3 separate regions of the Mus musculus genome follow, and regions 1 and 3 are each linked to region 2. A link is a contact called in public HiChIP or PLAC-seq data. All regions are on one chromosome and are shown on one strand. The core of a region is the stretch at or near the end of the contact, and the rest is flanking DNA. Distances in the headings are between cores, read along the strand shown. Region 1 has its middle 29 kb from the start of Gm17745. Region 2 overlaps Cdk17 (cyclin-dependent kinase 17). Region 3 has its middle 5.5 kb from the start of Gm40742.

Region 1 (3,526 bases), core at 559-3,058, 180 kb before region 2:
ACACACACACACACACACACACACACACACACACACACACACACACAGTCCAATGCATATCCAAAGCCCGAGGCCATTTCCTCTCCTTGATTGCTCTGATCTGAATGACAGGTTAAGATGACATGGCATGCATGCTGGTATCCATTCACTCATAAAATGAGCTGTTAAACAGAATGGTCAATACAAGGCCTACTTGGTGGCCCACAGGCAAAATATAATTGATAGGTTCATGGCCATGCTCCATGGAGAAAAACGGATCCTATAAAATTACAGGCATTGTCAACACAACCCCAAAGCCACCAGACAATCTAATAAACGAAGAGATGAAAATCTATCAAATGGGTTAGTTAGAAAACTCACTTATGAAGACCACACTGCAAAGCAACAGATTCCTCCATTTCCAGCTTATTAGCCAGGCCATGGGAAGGCATCAGCAAGAGCAATTATAAAATAGGGGTCTGGTGGTGAGAAGTCACCATATCCTCTCCCCTGTCTGTGGCCAGAGCAATTTTTGGTGTTTTTTTTTTTTTTTTCCAAATCTGTGGCAATCTCAGCCCATTTCCTATAATTTGCTCCTCCATGAAGATGAAAGAAATCTGGCCATTTTTCTTCTCCTGTTAAGCACACTATGTCATCTTTTTTTCCCCATGTTAAATGACCCAAGTCCCCCGTGGCTGTTTTTCAGAATGTCTTATTTTTAAGCTATCAGTATGGCTTTCCTATGGATTTCATTATAATAATAATGAAATAATAATAATGTAAAATTCCATACTGGGTTATTTAATAGAGTTTTGCTCAGCTTGAGGAAAGCTAAAAGATCCCATCTCAGTCTTCAGCCTTGTCTAGTCTTGCCCACAGGCTGGGATTAAATGTTCCCTTTGGCCCTCCACCCTTCAGTCTTACCAGTTTTTCTTCTATAAAGATTTCATTCTGACTTTTGGAAAACTACTTCTCTGTTGGGTTTTTAGGGTATCACTTCCTTTGCCGATTTATTAACACGTCCTCTAAGCCCAGCTACCTCTGTGAACAACAGATATATCCCAGCCCCAGGTCAAGATTGCTGACAGCCCTAAACCAATACCTGAGCCACTAACCAGCATTTTGCTGACTGCTTCAGAGCCAGAAGTACTCCACACATGATGGCCCAGCGTATTGATCTATACTACAGAAAGTATGGCAAGGATCCAGCTTTGGTTCATGTCAGGACTTCTAGGCTTGGAACTGATAAAATGAAATCTGACAACCTACAAAGGCCAGGAGAGGGCATCAGAGCCCCTGAAACTGGAGGTAGGTGTGGTTGTTATACACCACGTGAACGGGTGCTAGAGACCAAAATCTGGTCCTTTGTAAGAGCAGCCAGTGCTCTTAACCGCCAAGCCATCTCTCCAACCCCAGTCTTACAGTCCTTTGTCATAGGAGGCCGCTGTCCCATATGCTGTAGTGTAGCTGACAGCTGTGGGTTCTGCCCTGTACATGCCAGCAGTATTTCTGTCTTCTGACAAATAAAAATGTCTCCAGTCTTTTGCCAAGGGCCTTCCAGCTGTGAACTACTGCACTGGATAAGCCTTCCCTTCTGATCTTATCTTTTCAGACACAAACTACATTGGTTCAAAAAAAAAAGTTTGCATGGTGCACCCCTCCCCCACCTCATTCACTGCCTTGAATCCAAAGGGCTGCTGAGATTTGCCTTGGGATAGGATCTATTTTCGTTCTCTCCGATCGTGATCAAAGCCATCTTACTGTGGCCTCACTGTGGCTGTGCAGTGGATCAAGCACCACACAGTTACCCAGGAGCCTGTGCAGGCAGCTTCTCCCTCAGCACGTGCAGCAGGCTCTCCTCTAGAGGATCACATGACTGCCAATGTCTCATCATCCTTTCCCATTTACAAAGTCAGCGCTGGGGACTGAAGCCAAGGGCTTGCGCAGGCTACACCTCCAGTCCTGTTTTCTTGTTTATTTGTTGAGGCAGGGTGTCACTCTTGGTCTTGAACTTATCATCCTCCTGTCTCTACTTTCCTAGTGCTGGGGTCAGAAGGATGAACCACCACATGCAGCTAAGGACTGCATAGTCTTTAAATAAAATTTTACTGTCAGCCCACCCAGGCAACAGAGAGGAAAGCCCCTGGTGCAGAATCCCCGACCAGCATTGACCTTAAAAAAGTCAGTCTTCATGCCAAGGGCAGTTCCCTCGTGTGCTTTATAAAGCTGTTCCTCCCCATCTCCTTTCTTCAGAGTTTCATTTCCCCTGGTGACATCCGGCCCTCCCGTTACTCTCTTACCCTTGATATTCTCTTGCCATCTCCATACACGGACCCACTTTGGCTCCGTGGAGCCCCGGGGCAGTGGCTCACTGGAGTCTCTTGCAGCCTCTGCCCTCACCAGCTGGTAACTGCAAAGGCTCCACCAGTTCCCAAGCACCTTCCATGACCCTTCAGGTGTGATTCCTACCATACCTAACACTGAGCAGGAGGAGGTAGGATGATGGAACAAAAGAAAATGGGGGTATCAGGGGGCTGAAGGCTGCTCACTGAGAAACGTCCACGGAAGGCCTGTAGGATTGCTGGCCCCACGCACTTTTGTGACCCTTTCAAGTGGGAAGCCTATTCTATTCCAGTAGCTGGAAAGGCTACCCTTTTTTTGTTGCATTGTTCCTGCAAGGGCCAAGCCCAGTTTTTATCTGACAGACTGAAGAGTGCTTTACCCCACCCCTCTTTGTTGTCATGCAAATGTTTTGCTAATAGCATCATTTTCTTCCTCCAGTAGAATTGTCTTTGAGAGGGACCTATTTCTACAGACCCTCCCCATTCTGAAGAGATCTGCTTTGATGGCAATTTTTCTTTCTTCAGTGAAAATGCTATCTCCTGCCTGGCAGCTCAGCCCTTGCTTTCCACCAGCCTGCTGCAGTCACTGGTTGGAGACTGTCCCGCTTTAGCTTGGCATAAACACTTCCTGGAGACCCAAGTCTTCACACACAGCTCCATCTCATCCCCTGACCATCTATCTCACCAGCCTGATGTGGGTGGGAGCTTGAAGCTACACTGTATGGGAGCTAAGTGGCCCTGCCCACAGGAAGAGCACCAGAGAAATTTACATCCATACTGGAAAAGGCATCCTGCCTGTCCCTTTGTCCCTTTGTTCCTTTGTCCTTCCATTGCTTTCCCATGGGATTTCTCTTGCCAAGGTCTTGGGCAATTGAAAGTGGACCTCCCTGCAGCACATTCTCTTTATCTGGTTGACCTCTCTCCTTCCTTCCTTGGCATCCTGAATAGTATCACGTTCTCACCTACACCCAAGTCTGCAGGTTTCTTACAAGATTGGGTGAAATTCGGATCTGCCTAAGGTTTGAGACATACTCAGGAGAGAGGGAAAGGTGAAGATACAGAAAGACAAAAAGATGGCTGGAAATAGACAGCCCTGCAGGAGATCCAGAACGTGGTTGCCATGAGCAGGAATAAGGGTCTTCAGAGATGTGAAGGCCAGGAGGAAGGTGGGAGTGGTGTGGACAAGCTGGACACAGGACAGTAGG
Region 2 (3,416 bases), core at 147-2,646:
ATTTTTTCTGACAGTTCTGGGTAGACTGATAGCTCTCTTTAGTGGATTTTTATCGTGGTTCTGTACTCGGTTTCTCTTGGTTGTTACTGTAACAGTGGTTTGCTTTCTCCTTTCTGAAGAGTCCTGAGGTGTGGGCTCTTCTGAAGGATGCTATCTAAGACCTGTCTAAGTAACTGTTCTATTGCTGTGAGGAGACACCATGACCAAGGCAACTTATAAAGGAAAGCATTTAATTAGGGGCTTGCTTATAGTTTCAGAGGGTGAGTCCAGGACTATCATGGCAGAAAACATGGTGGCACTAGAGCAGTAGCTGAGAGCATATATCTGATCCACAAGCAGGAGACACAGAGAGACAAGAGACAGAGAGACAGAGAGACACAGAGAGGGAGAGGAAGAAGGAGAGGGAGAAGACAAACTGTGACTATGCCTGGGCTTAGCAGAAGCTTTTGAAACTTCAAAGCCCACTCTCAGTGACACACCTCCTCCAGTAACTCCACACTTCCTAATCTTTCCCAAACAGTACAACTAACTAGGGACCAAGCATCCAACTCTGTGCCTAGGAGGGCCATTCTCATTCAAAAACCACGACAAGGCTGCAGTATAAAAATGGGAAAGATATCAATTTCAACATATGGGTAAATCACAACACAGAAGGATAAATATTAAAAAAAAAAAGCAAGGCAAGTTTACTTCTACAAAGAATCTTGACTCTTTAATAACTGAATCCATGAGTAGTGAAACAGATAAAATGCTAAGGATTCTAAAGTTCAGTTTAAAGACGACTCATAAATGAATCCATGAAGTAAACGTGAATATAAGTTTTAAGTGAGAAATCTAAACATGTGGATGAGAAATTCAACAATGAGGAAGATTCTGGAGGGACAATTATGAAATCCTTAAAACTAAAGTTCAATAAGTCAACCCAAAACTCTAATCAACCACCAAGACACTAGACCTCTTAGAAGAAAGAGTTCCAAGGATGGACAAAAGGCCAAGGAATTTTAACACTGAAGTATAAACAGGAAGAGGGAGAGGGTGGGACAGGGAAACAGAAGCAGAAGGAGATGGGGAAAGAGAGGGAGACAGTAAGCATTAAGAGAGAACAAGAAAGCAAGTGGTCAGAAATGGCCACTAAAGACCAAGACTCTCAGGACAGTACTAAGAGGCCCAACCTATGAATCAGTAGAGAGGGTCAGCGAGCTAGGACGCAGACTAGCGATGCAGTAAATCTAGTCAATGAAATTACATTGAAACAGATACAGAAAATGTCAGAAATTCCAGGAATGAAACAGATATCCGAATACAAAAGCATCCCCCATGTCTGACTATAGTTAAACCGCCAAGAGTATAGAACAAAGGAAGAATAAGAATGCTGAAAGCCACAAGGAAGGCGTGTCAGATGACTTGTAAAGGCAAACAATCAGGAGAACTGACTCAGCAGACATCCCTAAGGCCAGGAGAGCGTGGGCCATGCCATGAAACAAAACCATCACCCAAGGTTACCGTAGCAAACAGAGCCAACCTTTAAAATCAAACAGACCTTCTCTGAGAGTAAAGCAATTCCCAGTCACCACGCCAGCCCTGGGGAGAGCTCAGGACGTAACAAACTGTACTGGGAGAATTGATGAATTCGGGGGGGGGGGGGGGGGGGGGATCAAGAACTGTTAGTAAAGTAAGCCAGCCCAGTGTTAAGGTGAAGAACAAAGAAATTAGTACACTTTGTCTAACAATTCTAACTATAAATGGTCTTTAAAAGTCTAACTCTCCAATTAAAAGATTAAAAAAACAAAAACAAACAACAACAGCAGCAGCTAACTGAATTACAAACAAGAGCCTTTGATGTCTGGGGGAAAAAAAACCTCAGCCTATGGCAAAGATACTAAGACTGAAAGTGATCAGAGAGGAAATGTTTGCAGTAAATGAAAACTTAGAAGTAAGCCCAAGTAACTATACTACCATCCAACTAGGCCAAGTTCAAAGCCAACTAAGTCAGAAGATACAAAGGTCACTCTATATCAATGAAAGGAATACTCCACTAAAAAGACACAATGACTGCAAATACAGATGCACTGAGTATTAGCGTACCCAACTCCATAAAGTGAAATTACTGGACAGACAGAGGGACACAGGTCCAGGTACGGTCATGTAGGTGACCTCAATAGTTCACTCTCCTCAAAAGACAGATCAAGCCGGAGTGAAAAAAAATGGCAAAAGAAAAAATAAATAAATAAATAAATAAATAAATAAATAAATAAATAAATAAATCTCAGTTAAACTATACCACACACAGAGCACCTGTGGAATACACCACTCAAAAGCTGAAGCGTACACATTCTTCCCAGGAGCCCATGGAACTTTCTCCAAAATAGATCGTATCTTAGGCTATAACACAAGTCTTACTATAAAGGAACTGTAGTGCTTTCTTGCCATCAGACCGTAAGGGAAGGAGAACAGAGATCAGTAAGAAAGTAGAAACTCTACAAGATCTTGAGAAAAGAACAGTAAGAGTGTCTGAGTGATCTGGAGGGTAATGACAAAATCAAGAGGGAAATTAAAATGCCCCAACAATCTAGGCCAGGCATGGTGGTGCACACCTTTAATCCCAGCCCTTAGGAGGCGGAGGCGGAGGCGGAGGCGGAGGCGGGCAGATCTCAGTGAGTTCAAGGCCAGCCTGTTTTACATAGTGAGTTCCAGGACAGCCAGGCCTATGCAGAGAAACTTTGTCTAAAAAAACCAAAATATGTTCATGAGTAAGGACTGGGAAGAGGGACAGGATGATCAAGGAACACTGTATTTGTGTATGAAAATGTCATCATGAAACCCATTATAGGTGTATAGAAATGGCTCAGCGTGTTCAAAAACAAGCAAACAAACAAACAAACTTGCTCTCAAGCCTGACATCCTGAATTAGAGACTCCGACCAGAGCAACCAGCCCCAAACTGTCCGCATACACTCACCACTCCAGCAAACTCTCCCAAACTCACAAAATAAACAAAATTTTTTCTAAAGAAATTTATTATTTTATACAATACACGTTAATAATTTTTAGCTTAAATTTAGAAGCTTTCAAAGTCATCCATTTTTCTTACAAGTACCTACAATTAAAAAAAATTCAAATATAATTTTAGGTAGAATACATCCTAAAGACTGTCAGGTCTGGCCTTTTATCAGTTTTCCTGGTGTAAGTCAAAGTGATAAAATATGATTTAAACAGCAAAGAGGTGAAGGAGTGAGCTTCTCCTCTTACAGTTTTTCTGTAGTCACTTAAAAAAAAGATCTCTATAGGAGTGCTAGATGTTAGTACTATCAATGAAATAACGGCTATTCCCTTTTCAGTGTATTCTGTAACAGGAAAGCAGCCACGTGGTATTACATCCCAGAATGTTTGAGACATTTATATATATTAATTCATTCG
Region 3 (3,405 bases), core at 115-2,614, 240 kb before region 2:
CTACAGCAAGGCTGATTCACATGAAGAAAATAAATGCTTTTTTTTAACCATTTTTTTAAAAGTACTTTAAATTTTTTTGGTTTTTTGTTTTGGTTTTTTGTTTTTTGTTTTTCGAGACAGTGTTTTTCTGTGTAGCCCTGGCTGTCCTGAAACTCACTTTGTAGACTAGGCTGGCCTCAAACTCAGAAATCCACCTGCCTCTGCCTCCCAAGTGCTGGGATTAAAGGCATGCGCTACCACCGCTGGCCAAATTGTTTGTTTGTTTGTTTGTTTGTTTGTTTAATGGAGTACTTTTCTTGAGGAGATTTCTTTTCTGTGCTAGTGCACACACATGCACACCACGTGGACATGTGCACACACATGCATGAACACAGACATATGCATGTACATTCACACACTCATATACTCACACAGATGTACATTCAGGGAAGCAGGAAGGGAGAGAGGGAGGGAAGAAGGGAGAGAGGGATTGTTCTCTGTCACTCTAGAACAATGACTGATGTCTTGTGACCATGAAGGGACTATAGCTGGATCAAAGTTGACCTGTTGAATGAGACCTGAATCTTTGACTTTCAGAGCCATTATGTTGTCTAGCTTTGCATTTTATCTTACCCTAAGACCTCTTATTAACCAAGCAATAAATTTTCATATCATTTCAGGCATTTAGAGAGTCCTTCCAAGAACCTGCCTGTCTCTCTCTCTCTCTCTCTCTCTCTCTCTCTCTCTCTCTCTCTCTCTCTCTCTCTCTCTCTCTCTCTCTCTCTCTCTCTCTCCTTTCTCTCTCTCTAGTAAAGTACAACTCCTTTGTAAACATGTTCAGATTCTTACTAACTCACTTAGCTTTCCTCCCTCCTCCTCCTCTTCCTCTTTCTCCTCCTCCTCTTCTCCTTTCTCTTTCTCTTCCTCCTCTCTTTCTCCCCTTCTGCACTCTATGTTCATTGGTGCTTTGCCTGCAAGTATGTCTATGTGAGTGTATCACAAGCCCTACAAACAGGTGTGAGCCTCTATGTGGGTGCTAGGAATTGAACCCAGGTCCTCTGGGAGAGCAGTCAGTACTGAGCTATCTCTCCACCGCACACTTCTGATGCAATTCCCCCAAGACATTGGAATCTGAGGTGTCATTGCTTTCATTGATGTTAAGGGGTTTTTAGAAGGTGAGGTCTGTTGGGAAAACCTGCAGCTACTGGCCCCTGTGAGCTTCCTGCTTCAAGACTAGGCCGATCCCACTGAACTGGTGTGAAGTTGAATAGGAGGCTCAACTTTCAAGAAGTTAGACTGTAGTTAAGTTGTGTGGGGTGTCCTCTGCAGTGAAGTGGTGTGGGCCTGGAAGCACCATTTGTGTGTCAATGGCGCCCTCTAGTGTCCAAAAGGCTTCACTTGCATGACTATTTTAAGGTATGACTAGTCCTTAATACAATGCATTCTCCATGGCTTCTATGAGAGCCTCACCCTAGCCTTGCCCAGGTATGCTGCTGGGGCACTCCCTAAAGTTCCTGCTAACTGGCTTGTGAAGCCAGAAAGCTCTTTAGATGATCTTGAAATGAAAGCATGTCTACACCAGGAAGCAAGGGCAAACAAGCCCCCTTGCTTTCTTCTCCTTTTGTGCCTGTGTTCTATGGAAGGGCCAGGCAACAGTGAGCCTCCCTTTACTTCCTGCCAGCAGCTGCCTCCTACTTTTGGACTCATCTCAGATCACTCACAACAGCCAATTTACCTCCTCACTCTTCCCGAAGCATCTCTGGGAAGCAATATTAAAACCAGCGGGCCTCTCATCATCCCACTACCATGCCCTGTGACTCCAAATGTCCCCCTGAGACAGTAACTCCTTCACACATGGCTGTTTAGCCCTTCCTTGAAGGATGGATTCACACATGCTGCCACATAGGCACAGACACGCCGGCTCACATGTGCACCCATACACACACCTTCTACAACCTGGTTGAAAACAGGATGCACGGTGAGACCCTGCAGCACCCACTGTTTAGCATTATTAAGCCAGGAAAGGTGGCTCATGCCTGCAATCCCAGCATACTGGAGGCTGAGTCAGGAGTATTACCACAAATTTGAGGCCATCCTGGGCTATGTAGAGAGTCTGCGGTCAGCCTGGACTTCTGGGTATAAGTTTGTGTCCCCCCCACCCCACACACACACAAATAAAGTTAAAAATTTACAAACTAAGATGGTAGTAGCATTATACTGGTTGGCTCCTCATCTCTCCAGGACACACTCAACCTGCAGCCGGTGGACTGCATGATGCCGAGGGAAACTGTGAACATCACTCAACAAAAATACACTTAAAACATTATGAGACTCTCCCTCCCCCGCTCCCCCCTCCCCCTGATTTTTTAAAACCTCAAGTATGTATTTATCAAAAATAAACTTTTGGGGTGACATCTTCATATCAGTGTCAAAGGGTTAAACACACACTCTCCTTCAAGCCTCCCCCAACCAAGATTCCTCGTCTTTATTCAGAGCACCCCAACTCTGTCCTTGTGCGTTGGCGTTAAGGTTTGCAGCTGCTTGGTGAGGATGCATTTATTCAGAGTTCCCATGTGAGTGCTGCATCTTCAGAGATACCCAAGCAAAGTGTCCACAGGCCTCGGCAGAGTGGACAGCAGCTTTCACCTCCTGGAGCATGGATCTGCTAAGAGAGGTTTAGGATAACTGTGTGTGTGATGTGCGTGAGAGATAGATGTGTGTCTCTCCCTTCTCTGCTCCTTCCAGAGCTTCACCGCGTCCTAAAGAGACTGCGCACGGCGGAAACTAGAAGAGGAAGCTCTGTTTTTCTTGTTGTTGGAGTCAGGTGGATGCAGATCAAACCCCATCATGGACAATCCCCACCCTGGGCACCAAGCCCATAGATCATAAAATATCAGGGCTGTCACACTCGTGTGATTGACTGTGGGTGAAACACCAAGAATAGTGTCTGGCACCTTATACATGACACCTAGGACCAGATCCTACCTCTTGTATCTCCCACCATGAGGCCTGCACTATTGTCAGGGGTCTGCTCGATGAAGGATGAGACCATTCAGCTCTGAGCAGCCCGGGCAGCTCCAGCTGTCCCCGGCAGGCTGCCCTCTTGGCTTGTTCTTTTTTCAATATATCCCATGCAAAGCATCTCCATGGTTGAAGTCCAAATTTTGAACAAAGCAGGGTTAGCCTTTCAAGCTTGTTCTTAGCCCAGAAGCTGCTGGCTTTGTGATGATCCGGGTTGGCAGGAAAGACATCAGGAAGCGGAAACCAATGGGATAATAGTTGCTTTAAGCAGGGCCCTGCAGGAAGTAATGGTGGTCTCTGAAAATGTGGTTGTACCAGATTTTATACACAACAAGGAAAGTCGGTTCCTGCTGTTAAAAGAAAGCCAAAAGTTCCTTTAAGAAGAAATTGACTCCATCTGCAAGG

Evidence for each region. HiChIP or PLAC-seq counts read pairs in DNA pulled down with a chosen protein or histone mark.
Region 1: an H3K27ac HiChIP or PLAC-seq map of embryonic stem cells shows a contact between it and region 2, with 5 read pairs. The contact joins two enhancer-like sites. A contact is called at or near these places in 4 of 484 Hi-C or Micro-C datasets (B cells, embryonic fibroblasts, germinal center B cells and 1 more), 3 of 115 datasets of contacts at active chromatin or transcription factors (CD8 T cells, embryonic stem cells and regulatory T cells) and 2 of 9 other capture datasets (adipose tissue and liver).
Region 3: an HNF4G HiChIP or PLAC-seq map of pancreatic cancer cells shows a contact between it and region 2. The contact joins two enhancer-like sites. A contact is called at or near these places in 1 of 15 datasets of contacts at CTCF or cohesin (large pre-B cells), 5 of 484 Hi-C or Micro-C datasets (B cells, bone marrow-derived macrophages and embryonic stem cells), 3 of 115 datasets of contacts at active chromatin or transcription factors (embryonic stem cells, pancreatic cancer cells and stem cell-derived neural progenitor cells) and 1 of 9 other capture datasets (adipose tissue).

Annotation. Positions count from the first base shown.
Region 1 is chr10:93,363,808-93,367,333 of GRCm38.p6, reverse strand. No RefSeq gene overlaps it. Among named protein-coding and RNA genes, the nearest start is that of Gm17745, 29 kb to the right of the region's middle. Within about 2 kb of position 1,808, at least 57 of the 459 cell types and tissues checked have an H3K27ac peak or open chromatin away from gene starts, as enhancers often do. A contact at or near this core is called in embryonic stem cells, where this site is marked.
Region 2 is chr10:93,186,626-93,190,041 of GRCm38.p6, reverse strand. All of the region lies in intron 1 of Cdk17 (cyclin-dependent kinase 17), which reads right to left. Among named protein-coding and RNA genes, the nearest start is that of Mir1931, 26 kb to the right of the region's middle. Within about 2 kb of position 1,396, at least 79 of the 459 cell types and tissues checked have an H3K27ac peak or open chromatin away from gene starts, as enhancers often do. A contact at or near this core is called in embryonic stem cells and pancreatic cancer cells, where this site is marked.
Region 3 is chr10:93,423,835-93,427,239 of GRCm38.p6, reverse strand. No RefSeq gene overlaps it. Among named protein-coding and RNA genes, the nearest start is that of Gm40742, 5.5 kb to the left of the region's middle. Within about 2 kb of position 1,364, at least 69 of the 459 cell types and tissues checked have an H3K27ac peak or open chromatin away from gene starts, as enhancers often do. A contact at or near this core is called in pancreatic cancer cells, where this site is marked.